2 separate regions of the Mus musculus genome follow, and region 1 is linked to region 2. Evidence: chromatin contacts called from public Hi-C data. All regions are on one chromosome and are shown on one strand. The core of a region is the stretch at or near the end of the contact, and the rest is flanking DNA. Distances in the headings are between cores, read along the strand shown. Region 1 holds the start of 4930480C01Rik (a long non-coding RNA gene). Region 2 has its middle 12 kb from the start of Gm32474.

Region 1 (6,876 bases), core at 2,453-4,952, 51 kb after region 2:
TGTCTACTTTGATAGATATTTTTTGTCATGCTGGAATTATAGATGAGCATAATTTGCAAATGAGAAATGTACATACCTGGGAGTATTTGCTGAAAATTTTAATCAAGAATTACAGAGAATGGTTCTCTTGAGAAGTCTACAACTCTGTGTATGTGCACATGTGTGTGTATGTGTGTATATGTGTGTGTATGCATGTATGCATGCACATGTCTAATTATGTATGTATGTTTATCTCTCCCTGAGCATCTTTCTCTGATAACTCATTTACTTCAATCTATGTTTAAAAAATATCTCCTTAATAACCTCTAACTCTCAACTTGGCTTTCAAAACAGAAATGTACAGAGAGGTCACAAAATTGTAGCCGGGCGTGGTATCACATGCCTTTAATCCCAGCACTCGGGAGGCAGAGGCAGGGGGATTTCTGAGTTTGAGGCCAACCTGGTCTACAGAGTGAGTTCCAGGACAGCCAGGGCTACACAGAGAAATCCTGTCTCGAAAAAAAAAAAAAATAGAAAAGAAAAGAAAAAAAAGAAAAATGTTGAAGACCTCTAGATTAGACCATAATACTAACTCCATCCAGGTAAGGCTATTTGTTATCTTTGACACACCTTGTTCCCCCAAGCAAAGGTGTGACATAGAAGGTACAACGTAAAACCTGCTCCATGTTTGGGAACCCAGTCACTGAGAGTCTGGAGTCCTGTGGAATATTCTATGTCTGAGCTAGAGCAAGTGAAAGAAACGCAAGGTGGAACCAGGTATCTTGTCAAACAAACCGCATGCACGTGCTTCTATGATCACAGAGAACCTGTGGCGGCCATATTCACCTCAGGGGAGCTGTGCTAGCCATGGAAAACGAGGGCTTACTCCTGAACGTGCTATTGACACAGATCTTACACATGAGGCTGGAGAGACGTGTGTATGTGAGAGAGGTGTGTAAAGTGCTTACCACACAGATATGAGGACCTAAGTTTGGGTCTCAGAAACCACACAGAACAGGGCATTGTATCCCACTGTGGATCTGTAATCCTAGTGCTACTACAGCAAGGTGAGAGATAGAGACAGGAGGAATGCCCGGAAACCTGCTGGCCAGCTAGCTTGGTGCAGCCAGAATTGACTACCTGTCTCAAACTGCATGAACTGGCTCCTGAGGTTCACACACGTGTTATCTCATGAACTCAGGCCGGTGAGATGGCTCAGCGGGTAAAGATGCTGTCTATGAGTCTGATGCCCAGGCCCTCATGGTGAAAGTTGAGAACTGACTCCCACAAGCTGTCCTCTGACCTTCACACCTGTGCCATGACATGCACAGATGTCCCTCCACTGCATATACAATGAATTAACAAATGCAGGAGACATCTTATTCTTACGTGTGAAGATAAGCTGGGGAGGCTGGATTCCCAGCTCAGCGGTAGAGCACTTACTTGCCTGGTGAGCTGGAGGGGCAGTTTTGTCCCTGGTGCTCCCCCCACCCACAGCACGGAGTCACAAGCACAGATTAGTTTAATATTGGTAAAATGGTTATACAGCCATACAGCTGGCCTGGTGGCGTACACCTTTAATCTCAGCACTTGGGAGGCAGAGGCAGGCAGATTTCTGAGTTCGAGGCCAGCCAGCCAGGGCTATACAGAGAAACCCTGTCTTGAAAAAAAAACCCAAAAACAAACAAACAAACAAACAAACAAAAACAAAAAGAAAAACAAAGCTATACAATGTTCAGGATCTTTGAAACTCTTTTTGTTTTTTTGATAGTCAGGCACGGTAGCACAAGACTGTACTCCCAGTACTAGGGAGGTAGGGGCAGGAGGATGGCAAGTTCAAGATCAGCCTGGTCACATGGCAAAAGTATCTCAGAAAACAAGGACAAAAAAATATTTTGTATTAAAATGATCATGACAGCACTATAAATGGTAATAGACTGAAAATAACCAAAATAGATCTGTTAGATAGATAGATAGATAGATAGATAGATAGATAGATAGATAGATAGATAGATAGATAGATAGATAGATAAGCTTGCTATATGATGCAGATTTTAGTAAACAGTTGGAAAATTTTGTCAGACAGGTAAATTCAGTATTAATCTTGATGTAAATGCCAGAATTATTCTTAACAATGTTCAGAATTTGGAGGAAGAAAATATTTCCAGGCCGGAGAGATGGCACAGAGGTTCTGGATAAAGGTGGAAGGAGAAACGAGACTCCACAGACAGGTTGTCTCACTGTCAAATGTCAGCTATGTTCAGTCTCTCCCTGCCTCTACCATGCGCATAATAAAGAGAGACGTAAAAGAAAATACCCCAAAGGGAGGAGAGATGGCTCAGCAGTTCAGAGCACCAGCTGCTCTTGCAGAATATTGGGGTTTGGTTTTCAGCACCCACATGATGGCTCACATCTGCCTATAACTTCAAGGGGCCCAACATCCTCTTTTGGCCTCTGAGGGCACCAGGAACACATATGGTTCACATACATGCACACAGGCAAACCACTAAAAAAAACCAAGAAAAGTAAAAATAAAGAGAAAATATCCCCAAGAGACAACAGTGGTTGTCTCTGATAATGAGATTATAGGAGACTTTTTGTGCCTCTAGATCGTTTGTTTTCATATTTTTCTTTTTTTTTTTTCTGGAATAAGCATGTATTATTTTGTGATGTGAAAGAAGAAAGGAGAGAGAGAGAGAGAGAAAACCATGCCATGCATGGCTGGCCTGAGTCACAAGCTGAATTCTCATGTTTAAATTAGTTTCAGAAACAAGGAGTGGTTTCTAGGCAACGGGCTTGGGAACTCATGGTCACTGCCATTGTTGCTACAGCGTGTGTGCGTGTCTTCGAGAAACTGCACTGGATGAATGCAGACCCGCTAAGGAGAAACAAGCTTTGCCACCCAGTTTTGGTCATGGGGACTTGAGTTACTGTGACCCTAGGGGCAGACAGTTGCCAACGATTTTTTTTTAATTTATTACTAATAAATGACTGAGTTAATGAGGATTGTCATAGGCGAGAAATCTGACAGAAATCTCAGTCATTTCAGAGGGTGTGGGAAACCGAGGGGGGGGGGGGAGCCAAAGCCAATGCCCCCACGCACACCACAATAGCTTTGCCGTGAACTCAGGCCGCCAGGGGCTGTGCCAGACAGATTGCATCTTAAGATGTGAAAAGATTGCTTCACAGTCTCTGTAGTCGTTTACTGTCATTACAGGCAATCCTGGGCAGCCAGGGGGCTTTTAATCGAGAGGAAACACTGAAAACTGGAACCAGGGCAATAAAAGCCTTGGCCCTCACTGTGGACTCTGAAGGGGGCGGAGCCAAGAACCTTATTGTTTCCAGGGCCCTTGTTCTTCCCCCAAGCGCCCACAGAAGGCGTTACTCAGCCCAGGAAGTGTATTCTGTTGACATTGACTACTATATTTTCAGCAAGAAAAGGCGAGTTTCTGAAAAAAATAGTGTCAGAGCTCGGCCCTCTTGTGGCAGAATCTCACATGGTCCAAGATGGCCTGGAACTCTATGTAGCTGGGGGATTGGGAGTGGGGGTGGGGCGATGGGGAGGGGGTGGGGGAAATGGGGGGTGGTGCTGGTCTTGGTTCACTTTATTGCTTCCTTACGCACCCATGATTCATATTCTTTCTCTTTCTCTCACTGTGTGATGTCACCTGCCATGTTATGACACAACACAAAGGCTCTCAGGAGATGCAGCTGCCTAAGATACTGGAACTGTGAGCTATATAACCTTCCTTTCTTTACAACGTATCCAGCCCTAAGTATTTTGTTACGGCAAATCAGACAAATAGAAGGACTAGTATTTACTCGGCCTTTTCTTATGAGGTAATTCTTCAGGACAGGCACGTTTTCATCTTTGTACTCTGGGCTTATCGTACATAGGCTGACCCTACATAGGTTTGTGCTTATCCACTACTCTTCTTGTTTTTTTGTCAGTGATGGGGGCTTCCGTATGGTAGGCAAACACTGTATGACTGAGCTACATCTCCATGTCTCACGGTCTTGAGTGACAAATGCAGCCTGCTTCAGTTTGAATGTGGTTTGAGTGTTCCCTTAAAGGTTTATGCTGGAAGCTACGCCCCCTAGTGGGCCAGTAAAGGATGACATAGAACATTTGAGAGTAGTGCAGTGGCCCGGAGATGGTCAGTGGTTTGTTAGGGGTAATTCACTTGGAGGGGATTCAGGGACTTTTCAGTGGTTTGTGGTGAAAGTCTAATTCTCTCTCTGGCTTCTTGTCTGGCAGTATGGTGGCCTCTGCCATGAGGTCTCTCTAGGACCCAACAGATACTGACACATGCCCTTGAATCTCTAGAGACTCGTGATCTCTGCCTCCTGTGACATCCCAGCCTGGGGCTCCATGGACTCCCTCTTTTCCTAACCTCTCATCGGGAAGATAAATCAACCCCATTCCCCTGTGGTCTACTCCCTCGGCAATACTTAACTCGTTTACCACAGCTTAGCTTACAAGTGTGCCTTTTTTTTTTCCAGACAGTCCACAAACGCACTGATAAAGCAAATATTCTCTTATGAGCCCTGTGCTCTGCTTTCAATAAATGTGTTCAGTACAGATTGAGTAGCGAGAGTTTTGTTGTTGTTTGTATAGGCAGGCTCTTGCCATGCAGCCCAGGCTGGTCTAAAACTCACGATCCCCCTGCCTCAGCCTCTCAAATACTGGGGTTACAGGCCTCTGCCACTAAGTTTGGGTTAGTCTTTAAATTCTTACAGAACTGACTTCCTAGTGTCTGTTCACACTGTAAACGTCTCTAGCCACCTCTCCTTGGCCAAACATTTATTCTTATTTAAAAAGGGTCACCACAATCCTTGATTCCTGTGGTGTTGCAGTTTGAGGTAGGTAAACCTGGAATCTTCTGCCCAGGAGCTTACAGTCTTGTGCATATATTGACTTGGCTGTTTTTCTGGATTTGGATCTAGGGTGGAGCCCACATCTGTTTAGCTTCTTCCATTCTGCCTGGAACCTGCCAGCTCCGAGGCCAAGCAGGGATCTGCTCTGACAAGCTGCGTGTGATGCTGGTGGGAACAAGTACCTGGTGTCTCTAGCAGAGCCTTTACTCCTTTGTACACCTGGCCTCTCAAGGCTGCCCTTTAGGGAACCAGGTCCTCCCCAGACACACATGCAATATAGCCTAAGTCCCAAAGTGCAGCTACTATGTCCCCCAAGGTGGACACAAGGCAGCACTCCTGTTCACGGGAGGCCAAGCAAGACTGCCTGAGGAGGTGTGTTGTGGGAGAGGCTCTCTCTGTTGGCACTCTGAAAGTCCAGACTCTGGCCAAGACTGTCCTGTATTTCATGAGTGTTTATTGGTTACCTCTTATATTTCTGGCATGGAGCTGTGAAGACAATATGTGAAATGGGTCAGCATGGGTTTGGGGAGAGAAATCACGCAACACTGGGATTGAAGAAGAGGTAGGAATGCTAGGTTGATATACCAGTAACTTCAAGAACGTCCTTGAGACAAGGGGGAGATTGGGGAAAAGGCATCCTTAATTACATGACTTTCAAAATGAGCCCTGAAAGAGAAAGGCCTTGCTCGTTGGGCAAAGAAAGGGGAAATGTTTTTGGCTAAGGGACAGTCTGTACAACATGGAAGCATGGAAGAGGGCAGCAGGCCCCTCTTATTAGAAAATCTATGTTGGGTGGCAGGAAGTAAATCCCTGAGAGAAGACAAAGGGAAAAACAGGGCTTCCTGTGTTGTGTTTTAAAGTAGAGGCCTTACCTCACGCGTCGTGCAGGAACAGAGAAAGAACCAGGTGGAGCGTCAGGTACAGTACACATGTCAAATCAAAAGACACTTTCTTTTCTACATACAACAACAGTTTTACACTTGAACAGTTTGTGGGAGCCTGCACCAGATCTGCACAAGCTCAAGCCAGACAAAATCCAAGCACGGCGGAGTGCAGAGGTGGACCCAGCCCCATCCCTGGCAATCTATAGCTGCTGAGAGAGAGAGAGAGAGTCAGTTTTCTTTGAGGGTGTGACCCCTGGTTGGTCCACCATGTCTCAGTGGATGACCTTATATCTCAGGGTATATGTGTAGGGCAGATTGGGCTAGATGGAAAACAAAAACAAAAATAAATTATCATCATCAACAACAACAACAAAACCAACTAAAGTTGGGTGAATAGGGAAGAGAGAGGCTTGAATCTGGGAGGAGTTGGGAGAGATTTGGTAAATATGATCAAAATGCATTGTACACAAAAAATAGATTTAAAATAATAAGGGATAAAAAAGACAGCATGAAAATAGAGGGTAATACTAGAGAAAGAGAGAAGAGACCTGGGGCGGGGGGAGCAGAAGACAACAGGGGTAGGTGGGGTAGGTAGGGTCAAAAATGTTCCACGCATGTACAAAATTGTCTGTCATAAGGAAACCCTATATCCTGTATAGCTAATATGCACCTTTATGGCAGTCCTCAACCTGTGGGTTTCGACCGTCTGGGGGTGTCAAAGGACCCTTTCACGGGGATTAGTGTGACCTCAAATCTAATCTTGCTACATTATGGACTCATAGAAATAGCAAAAGTAAAGTTTTGAAATTATTTTATGGTTTCAGGTCACCACAACCCGAGGAACCGTATGGAAGGGTGGCAGCATTAGGAAGGTTGAGCATTGCTCTCTGATCTGAAGTGTCCCCCACTGACTCACGGGCTTAAATACCTGCTCTCCAGCTGGTGATGATATTTGAGAGGTTGGGGCACCTTTGGAAGGCAGGCTTTTTGCTGGTATATGACATCTGGTTCCTTCCTGTCTCAGTCTACTTCCTGCTCTAGGTACCATATTAAAAGTGCCAGCCGGGCGTGGTGGCACATGCCTTTAATCCCAGCACTTGGGAGGCAGAGGCAGGTGGATTTCTGAGTTCGAGGT
Region 2 (7,299 bases), core at 2,209-4,708:
TGTAATTTCCTGCTTGTGACTGCTTGTGTGAGAAGAGGCAGACACGAAATCCAGCTCAACTTCATGCTTTCAACAGCTTGGAAAAATTCTGATTTCTTGTTATCTCACTCTTAAGGTCTCACATATTCCCTGAATGAGCAACAGGGGAGAGGAGAGCCTGACTCTGCCCTTTTGAGAATTTGATACCCAGTAAGGGCACTTTATGCAGCCTGAGATGTGGTAGAAGCATTCCAGTTTGGCAGATCTGTGGTGTTATAAAGAGACAGGGGGTGGGGGGAGGTGGGGGTGTGTGGGGGGCGGCAGACCTCTGTGAGTGTCGGTCCCCAGGGTTAGAAGGCAGTCCTTTGGGGTTGAGTAACTTCAACATAGCTCTGTGACAGGACTTACCAATCCTCAGATGCTGTCTCTTTGGATGAGGTAAAGAAATACAATCTCGCTGGGCGTGGTGGCGCACGCCTTTAATCCCAGCACTCGGGAGGCAGAGGCAGACGGATTTCTGAGTTTGAGGCCAGCCTGGTCTACAAAGTGAGTTCCAGGACAGCCAGGGCTACACAGAGAAACCCTGTCTCAAAAAAAAAAAAAAAAAAAAAAAAAAAAAAAAAAAAAAACAATCTCCAGCCAAGATCTCCAACAGCTTTTGTCAAGATAACAACAAGGCATAGTAGCTACATGTGCTGGGAGCTCATGAAGGCCCATGACTAGACCTACTGTCTGAATTATATATTGATATAAAACTCAGTGCTATGTAAAAAGTCATAAATAATGAAAGAGTAAGAAGTTCGACAGTGAACACTTTGGAGTCAGGAAATCTGAGTTGAATGTCTTACATCCCGAATTCCCTCTTCTTAAAACATAGGTCCTATGTTTCTAGAACATTCTATAGAGGGATTCAATAATCATTGTGGGAGAACTTTGTGCCTGTAAACTTTTGTTCAGTCACATTATTGTGTGTCTGCTGGATCCCTGTGCCGAAATCTCTAATCAGATCAGAATTTTCTAGAGGTTTCATCATGTGGGCAACATGACGGGAAACCCACACAGAAGCAGATTCTGCTTATAATATTGTCAACTAAAGCAAGGTGGATAATGACACATAGAGTAATAAAAATAGCAACAAACTCCATCTGAATGCCTACTGTCTCCAGGCCTGTGTCAGCACTTTAGATACCTCAGCACACATGTGTATACACACACACACACACACACACAGGATGTGGTGGGTTAGTATTATTTTGCTGAGTTTCAGACATCTACATAGAGATGTTTCTTTTCACAGTCACTTTTCAAATGTCCCAGTTGACCATCTAATTTCCATACCCATAAACTTGGCCTGCTAAGTTATATGACCAATGATGTTCAGTGGCCATTATGGTTGCTAGTTTAGACAACATGACCGTTCCCTGTCACACACGGGAGTGCATGCTGCCAGTTAGTGCTTAGCAGTCTTCCTGAGTGACCTGCCTTCTGTCATTCTTTCTGTAACTTTCTCAGGTGAGCATACCCTGCCCTGACAGGCTCTGTTTGCTCTCTACATTTCTGTTGTCCACTGTTTCTGCCTTCCAGGCTTGTCCATGCACCCAGCATCCCAGATTTCTTCCTAGCTGTTTCTGCTCTCGAAGGGCTCTCTCCTTTTACCCATTATCCCTTGGTGCTGTCTGTCTACAATGACCCCATGGGACCCCATGGTTGGGGCTCCAGCTGTAGCTTCCTCTGGTCTCTGAGATGGCATTTCCTCTCCTGGTCTTCAGCCCTAAAGAAGGCTGAGGTCAGCACCCCAGTGGGGTCTGTTTATGGAGGTCTCTCAAGCATTGTTTTCATTCACATCTTTTCGTTGAACCACACAGGATGAATTTGACTTCTTGCTGGACTCTGGATGACATGCACACTAAATAGTAACTTATCTGTATGTTCTGGTGTTTGCTGTTCAAATCCCCACTGGTAGGTGAGGGTAGGCGGTGTGGGTAACTAACTGCCCTTCCCTGAGCCACAAAATCCAAAACAAAACCACACACCTCATCCATCTGCCATGACTAGAAAGGAGGACTTGATTAACTAGTACGATGGCTCTGGGGGAGAAATGTTACACAAGATGAGTTTTCCATGACACAGTCAATGCTGAAGAAACTGTCAGTCTGCATGGTGCATCAAGAGGGACTAGCAGCCAAGCAGAGAAGCATTTCAACTTAAAGAGAGATATTTGACCTCAACACCACCGTGCTTATCTAGGATCCTGTGCTGAGGCAGGAGGATCAAAAGTCTGAGCTGAGACTGGGGAATATATTCAGACCCTGTCTAAAGAAATAAAAGGCTATTTCTTAGTTGAGAAACTACATTTAGCCAATGAACAAGAGAAAATATGCTAATCATATACCTACTCATCATAGACCTGTTGCAAAACCCATCCATGACATACCTTTTTCAAACCACCATATCAGCAAAAGAATTTAAAGGTATGATAATGCCAAGCATCGGTGGGGGCGTGAAGCAGTGGGAGGGCCTGCATGCTGCCGATGGAGTGTGATTGGTATAGCTTCTGTCTTTGCTTAGGACATCAGGGTATCTTATACTGGTGAACCCTTGTCCCCAAATCCAGGCCCAGAGATAAGCTTACATAGATTTCCAGGAAGACACAAGTAAGAGCGCTTGGTAGCATGGCAGGTAATGGCGAAGCTGGAGACAAGACAATGTCACGATCAGACGAAGGCCAATTAAGTTTTGGGGAACTCACACATAGACCACAAGGAAGCACAGGAAAGGAATGATCTATAGCTGCATATTGCAACATGAATGAGTGTAGACAAATGTGAGGGAGAAAAATGTGAATAAAAAATAACGTAGACTTATTCCATTTCTATGACATTCAAATGTGAGCAAAACTTAACATTTAGGGTTAAAGGCATTTTAAAGAATAGAATAGAACTCAAGTAAGTGGTTACCTCTTTTTTATGAGACCACGGAGTATGAATGTACAAGGCCACCAGAGGTGTGACATATATTGGACACCTTCTTAAATTTGGAAAATCAGTAACTGAGTGTTTGTTGGGATTTTTCTTTTATTATCTAGCCTTCAAAAATTCTTACACATTTTTTCTGCATACACACACACACACACACACACACACACACTGTCACTGTCTTCAGACACACCAGAAGGGCATCAGATTACAGATGGTTGTGAACCACCATAGTTAATGGGAATTGAACACAGGACCTCTAGAAGAGCAGTCAATGCTCTTAGCCAGTGAACTATCTCTCCAGCCTCTTTATCTGCTTTTAAAAGTATGGTATAATTAATAACTTAAAATATTATTGAGAAGTTGGAGTCTAAGGTCAAATTCCCATATCTGAAGCCCGGCTCTGCCACCCCTGAGCTCCCCAGCCTCGTGTGAGTGGACTAACCTCTTTGTGTGTCGTGTTCCTCATAGCGTGGAGCAGGTAAAATGAAATCATAGACTTGTGAGCGCTATCAGCTAAGACAGCAAGGCCTTACTAAGCCTGGTGCCCAGTAAATGCCCAAGAAACAGCATGTGTGACATCTGATTATCATGTCTTTTGTGGGTGAGGACACCAAGTCTTTGGCAGATCACAGACTCACGAGCTGGCAAGCCTGGACCCTCTCAGTCTCCCAACCAACTTGAGAGGTTGACTCCTGTGCTCTATGAACAGACAAAGACCCTGAGGGGCTTACCATATCATGTGCCTATCATTATCTATCTCCATTTCATGGTGGCCTTCTTAGCCCCAGACTATGCAAATAGCCAACGTTCCTGATTTTGTGGTATTCACCTCTAGTTAGGAATGGGTGGGCAGACAGTATTTGTATGAAGAAGTAAGATCAAGGGAGGAGAGCGATCTGTGCAAAGAATAGAACAAACTGGGAGAAGGGAGAGAGCCTTCCCTTGGTGTCTGGGTTGTGCAAACAGGCCTAACTGAAGAGGAGGTGAGTGACCAGACGTACCTGTGTTGCCATTTTGAAATAAACAGCCCCTCTGGAAGAGAAAGCCTGCTGGAGAAGGATGCACAGGTGTTACATTAATTAGTGTTCGATGCTGCAGAGCCTTTCACAGGAGGGAAGGATTTTCCTGGGGTCTGCTGCGGTCTGCCCACCTGTGAGGAAGCCCTGACTGGGGCTGTCTGCAGTGGGGGTTAGCAAACAGCCTACAGTAGCACAGTTCGCAGAAGCAGAACACAGCCTAGAGCTCCTGCCAGCCGGTCGTTTCTAACGGATTCTGAACAAAAGGAAGGAAATGACTAGAACTCAGGATGGAGGAGATAGGGCTCAGAGCCAAGACCACAGAGTGATGCTGAGAAGCAGCGAGGCCACACCCTCCAGAGCCCACCCCTTGAAGCAGCTGGACTCGTTCACCCTTGTGGCAGGGCTGTGATAGACAGGCATATGGTGAGGTCTAGAACTTTCACATGGACTGAAACAGACTGGAGTTAATTCAAGTGCATCACTGGCATTAACTTCAGGGCAGCTGGGCCTGTCATCTTGGGAATTTCCTGAGGAGAGCCTTGAATTAATCGCTGTACATGTGTCGTGTACTTATGTCTCAATTCCATCTTGTCCCACGCCCCTGTTTTTATCTCCTCTTCCTCTCATCATCCCTATCCACAACCGGGTACCCATCTTAGCCATCTGAAACGGTAGATGCTGGCCTCTGTGGTGTGTGTGTGTGTGTGTGTGTGTGTGTGTGTGAGAGAGAGAGAGAGAGAGAGAGAGAGAGAGAGAGAGGGAGAGAGAGAGAGAGAGAAGGGGGGGTCTCAAGGGAGGAGTGAGGATTGAAAAAAGAAGAAAAACAATTAGACAACCTTATAACATGACTCCAGTCAGTGCTGAGGCAGAGGAAGGCTTATTTTTCTCCAGCCTGCTTTTATGTCATTTTAGGTACACCCCCCCCAAAAAAAAGGTCAGTTTTTAGATCAAAGACAAAGAAATCAAGCAAAGTAGTAAACAAGGAGATCACACAAGATAGTAATTAAGTAGCCGGGTGTGTTGGTGCACGCCTTTAATCCCAGCACTCGGGAGGCAGAGGCAGGTGGATTTCTGAGTTCGAGGCCAGCCTGGTCTACAGAGTGAGTTCCAGGACAGCCAGGGCTACACAGAGAAACCCTGTCTCAAAAAACAAAACAAAAGATAGTAAAGTAGTGAGCAAAAGGATCACACAAGGTAATAATTACTTAAAACAGTCCAGCCCCGCGCTAGTGGTCTCTGATATTCTTATCTGGACCTACTTCCTTGTCCGAGACTAGTAGCAAAGGCCAAATTCCTAGAAGCAGCACCAAATCTCTCCGCGGGTGTGCGGTCTGCCGCAGCACCTGCTTGCTTCGTTTCTGCCTAAGTGTTACCCGTGGAAAGGTCAGCACACAAGGTTTGGGAGTCCTTTTTGCTTTCTACCATGCTTGAGGCAGGATCTTTTAGAATACTACAAACTAGCAGGCCCTTGGGCTTCCAGAGATTCTCCTGCCCTGTCTCTGGTCTTGCTGTAGGAGCCCCAGGACTACAAACACACTCTATTGCATCCGTACTGGCTGGTTTTGTGTTAACTTGACACAAGCTAGAGTCATCAGAGGGGAGAGAGCCTTGGTTGAGGAAATAACCTCTATTACAGCTGAATCTAATGAGACCCAGCTGTAAGGCATCTTCTCAGTTTGTGATCCATTTGTGGTTGGGGACATCCCTGGGCTGGTGGTCCTGGGTCATCTAAGAAAGCAGGCTGAGCAAGACATGGAAAGCAAGCCATTAAGCAGCACCCCTCCATGGCTTCTGCATCAACTCCTACCTCCAGGGTCCTGCCCTGCTTGAGTTCCTGTCCTGACTTCCTCTGGCGATGAACAGCAGTGTGGGCGTGTCGGCTGGATGAGACCCCTGTCCTCCCCAACTTGCTTTTGGTCGTGGTGTTTTGTCTCCGCAATAGGAACCCTGCCTAAAACAGCATCTGACTTTATTATGTGGGTCCAAGAGATCCAATCTCAAGTTGTTAGCCATCTCCTTGGCCAGAAGCCTGTTTCTCTCCCTGTAATCATTGTCTTTCCCCAACGACTCCTGGGATGCTCGTAGATGCCTCTGAAGTGCTTTTCCAGGTCTTATCTTAAGGACGGCAGGATCGGCCAGCACCTAGGACTGGGTGCACGGTCTTCCATGACCTCAGCGCAGCCCTGCAGCTAGTCTTACTGGGTCACTTTGCAGGCAGGCACTTTGAGCTAGGGCTCAGGAAGCTTGAATGACTCATCCATGCGCTGTAACTCATGCTCACAGAAGCAGACTTTATGCTTATTTCTCTCGACCCCAATTCCCCTCCTCCACCCTCTGCCAGCACACTAAAGATGCTCTGGGAGTGGGGTGAGGTGACACGGCTTGGCCAGGTGGGACTCATAATTATTGACCAGAAACAAGGTGTGCTAACTCGAGTAAGCTGGGAGACGGGACCCTCAGCTGAAGCACTGCTTCTGTCTCATTGGCTTGTGGGCATGCCGGTCTGCAGGGCAGTTTCTTGATTGTTGATTGATATGCAAGAGTCCTATCCAGTGTGGGTGGTGCTACCCCTGGGCAGGCAATCCTGGGAGATTTAAGAAAGGTCACTAAATGTGAATCTAACAGTAAGCAGCACTCTTCGAGGTCTCTGTTTCAGTTCCTGCCTCTGGTTCCTGCCTGTCGCTGTTGCTCTGACTTCCCTCAATGGTGTAAGCTGAAGTAAATGTCTTCTTCCCTCACTTTGTGTTTTAGCATAGCAACAGGAAGCAAACTGGGACGTGAGGTCTCCTGTCCTAACCTTGGCTTTACTCTTAGAATGGGAATTTGCTCCTTGATTGGATCGACAACTCATCTGCTGAGGAAGTAGCCTCTGTGCTTTTGTGGTACCTGCCCCCACCGCATCTCGTGTTTTAGATCACGATGGGGCCATTGTACTGGAAGGGGCTTCTAGGAGGTGAACAGGGTTAGAGTTCCTATCAATAAGAAGAATTGTTCACCGTGACACCCAGGAGCTAGCATGGTGCCGTGCGGTAGAGTGTTTACCTAGCACAAATGAGGCTCTGGGTTTGATTACCCACAAGAGGGTAAAAGTGTGAATCAGTGATCACTAAATCTTGGACTTCTCAATCTCTAGTACAACAAAAAATACCTTTATTTTTTGTCTACCATCACCCACTCTGGCCCGTCTTGTTCCACTAGCTTGCCTCCATTGACTTGAGAGCACTTACTAGGTAAGTTAGGTACAGATCATACGTGTGTCCGACAAACGTGAAAAATGCAAAGGAAGAAAATTATTTAAAATTTAGGACCCAAGTTAACGTTAT

Evidence for each region. Hi-C and Micro-C count contacts between places; a contact is called where the count stands out from the background.
Region 1: a contact with region 2 is called in a Hi-C map of the G1E-ER4 cell line, with 2.8 times the contacts expected there. The contact joins the promoter of 4930480C01Rik here to the enhancer-like site in region 2. A contact is called at or near these places in 2 of 15 datasets of contacts at CTCF or cohesin (large pre-B cells and thymocytes), 10 of 484 Hi-C or Micro-C datasets (CD4 T cells, CD4 single positive thymocytes, CD8 T cells and 4 more), 3 of 115 datasets of contacts at active chromatin or transcription factors (CD8 T cells, the HPC-7 cell line and embryonic stem cells) and 1 of 9 other capture datasets (embryonic stem cells).

The regions. Positions count from the first base shown.
Region 1 is chr5:65,947,641-65,954,516 of GRCm38.p6, forward strand. 4930480C01Rik (a long non-coding RNA gene) reads left to right here and starts at 3,703. Exons shown (of 2, transcript XR_376988.3): 1 at 3,703-3,819; 2 at 4,238-4,567. It also overlaps a transcript of Chrna9 not described here.
Region 2 is chr5:65,896,808-65,904,106 of GRCm38.p6, forward strand. No RefSeq gene overlaps it. Among named protein-coding and RNA genes, the nearest start is that of Gm32474, 12 kb to the right of the region's middle. Within about 2 kb of position 3,459, at least 51 of the 459 cell types and tissues checked have an H3K27ac peak or open chromatin away from gene starts, as enhancers often do. A contact at or near this core is called in CD8 T cells, the G1E-ER4 cell line, the HPC-7 cell line and 2 more, where this site is marked.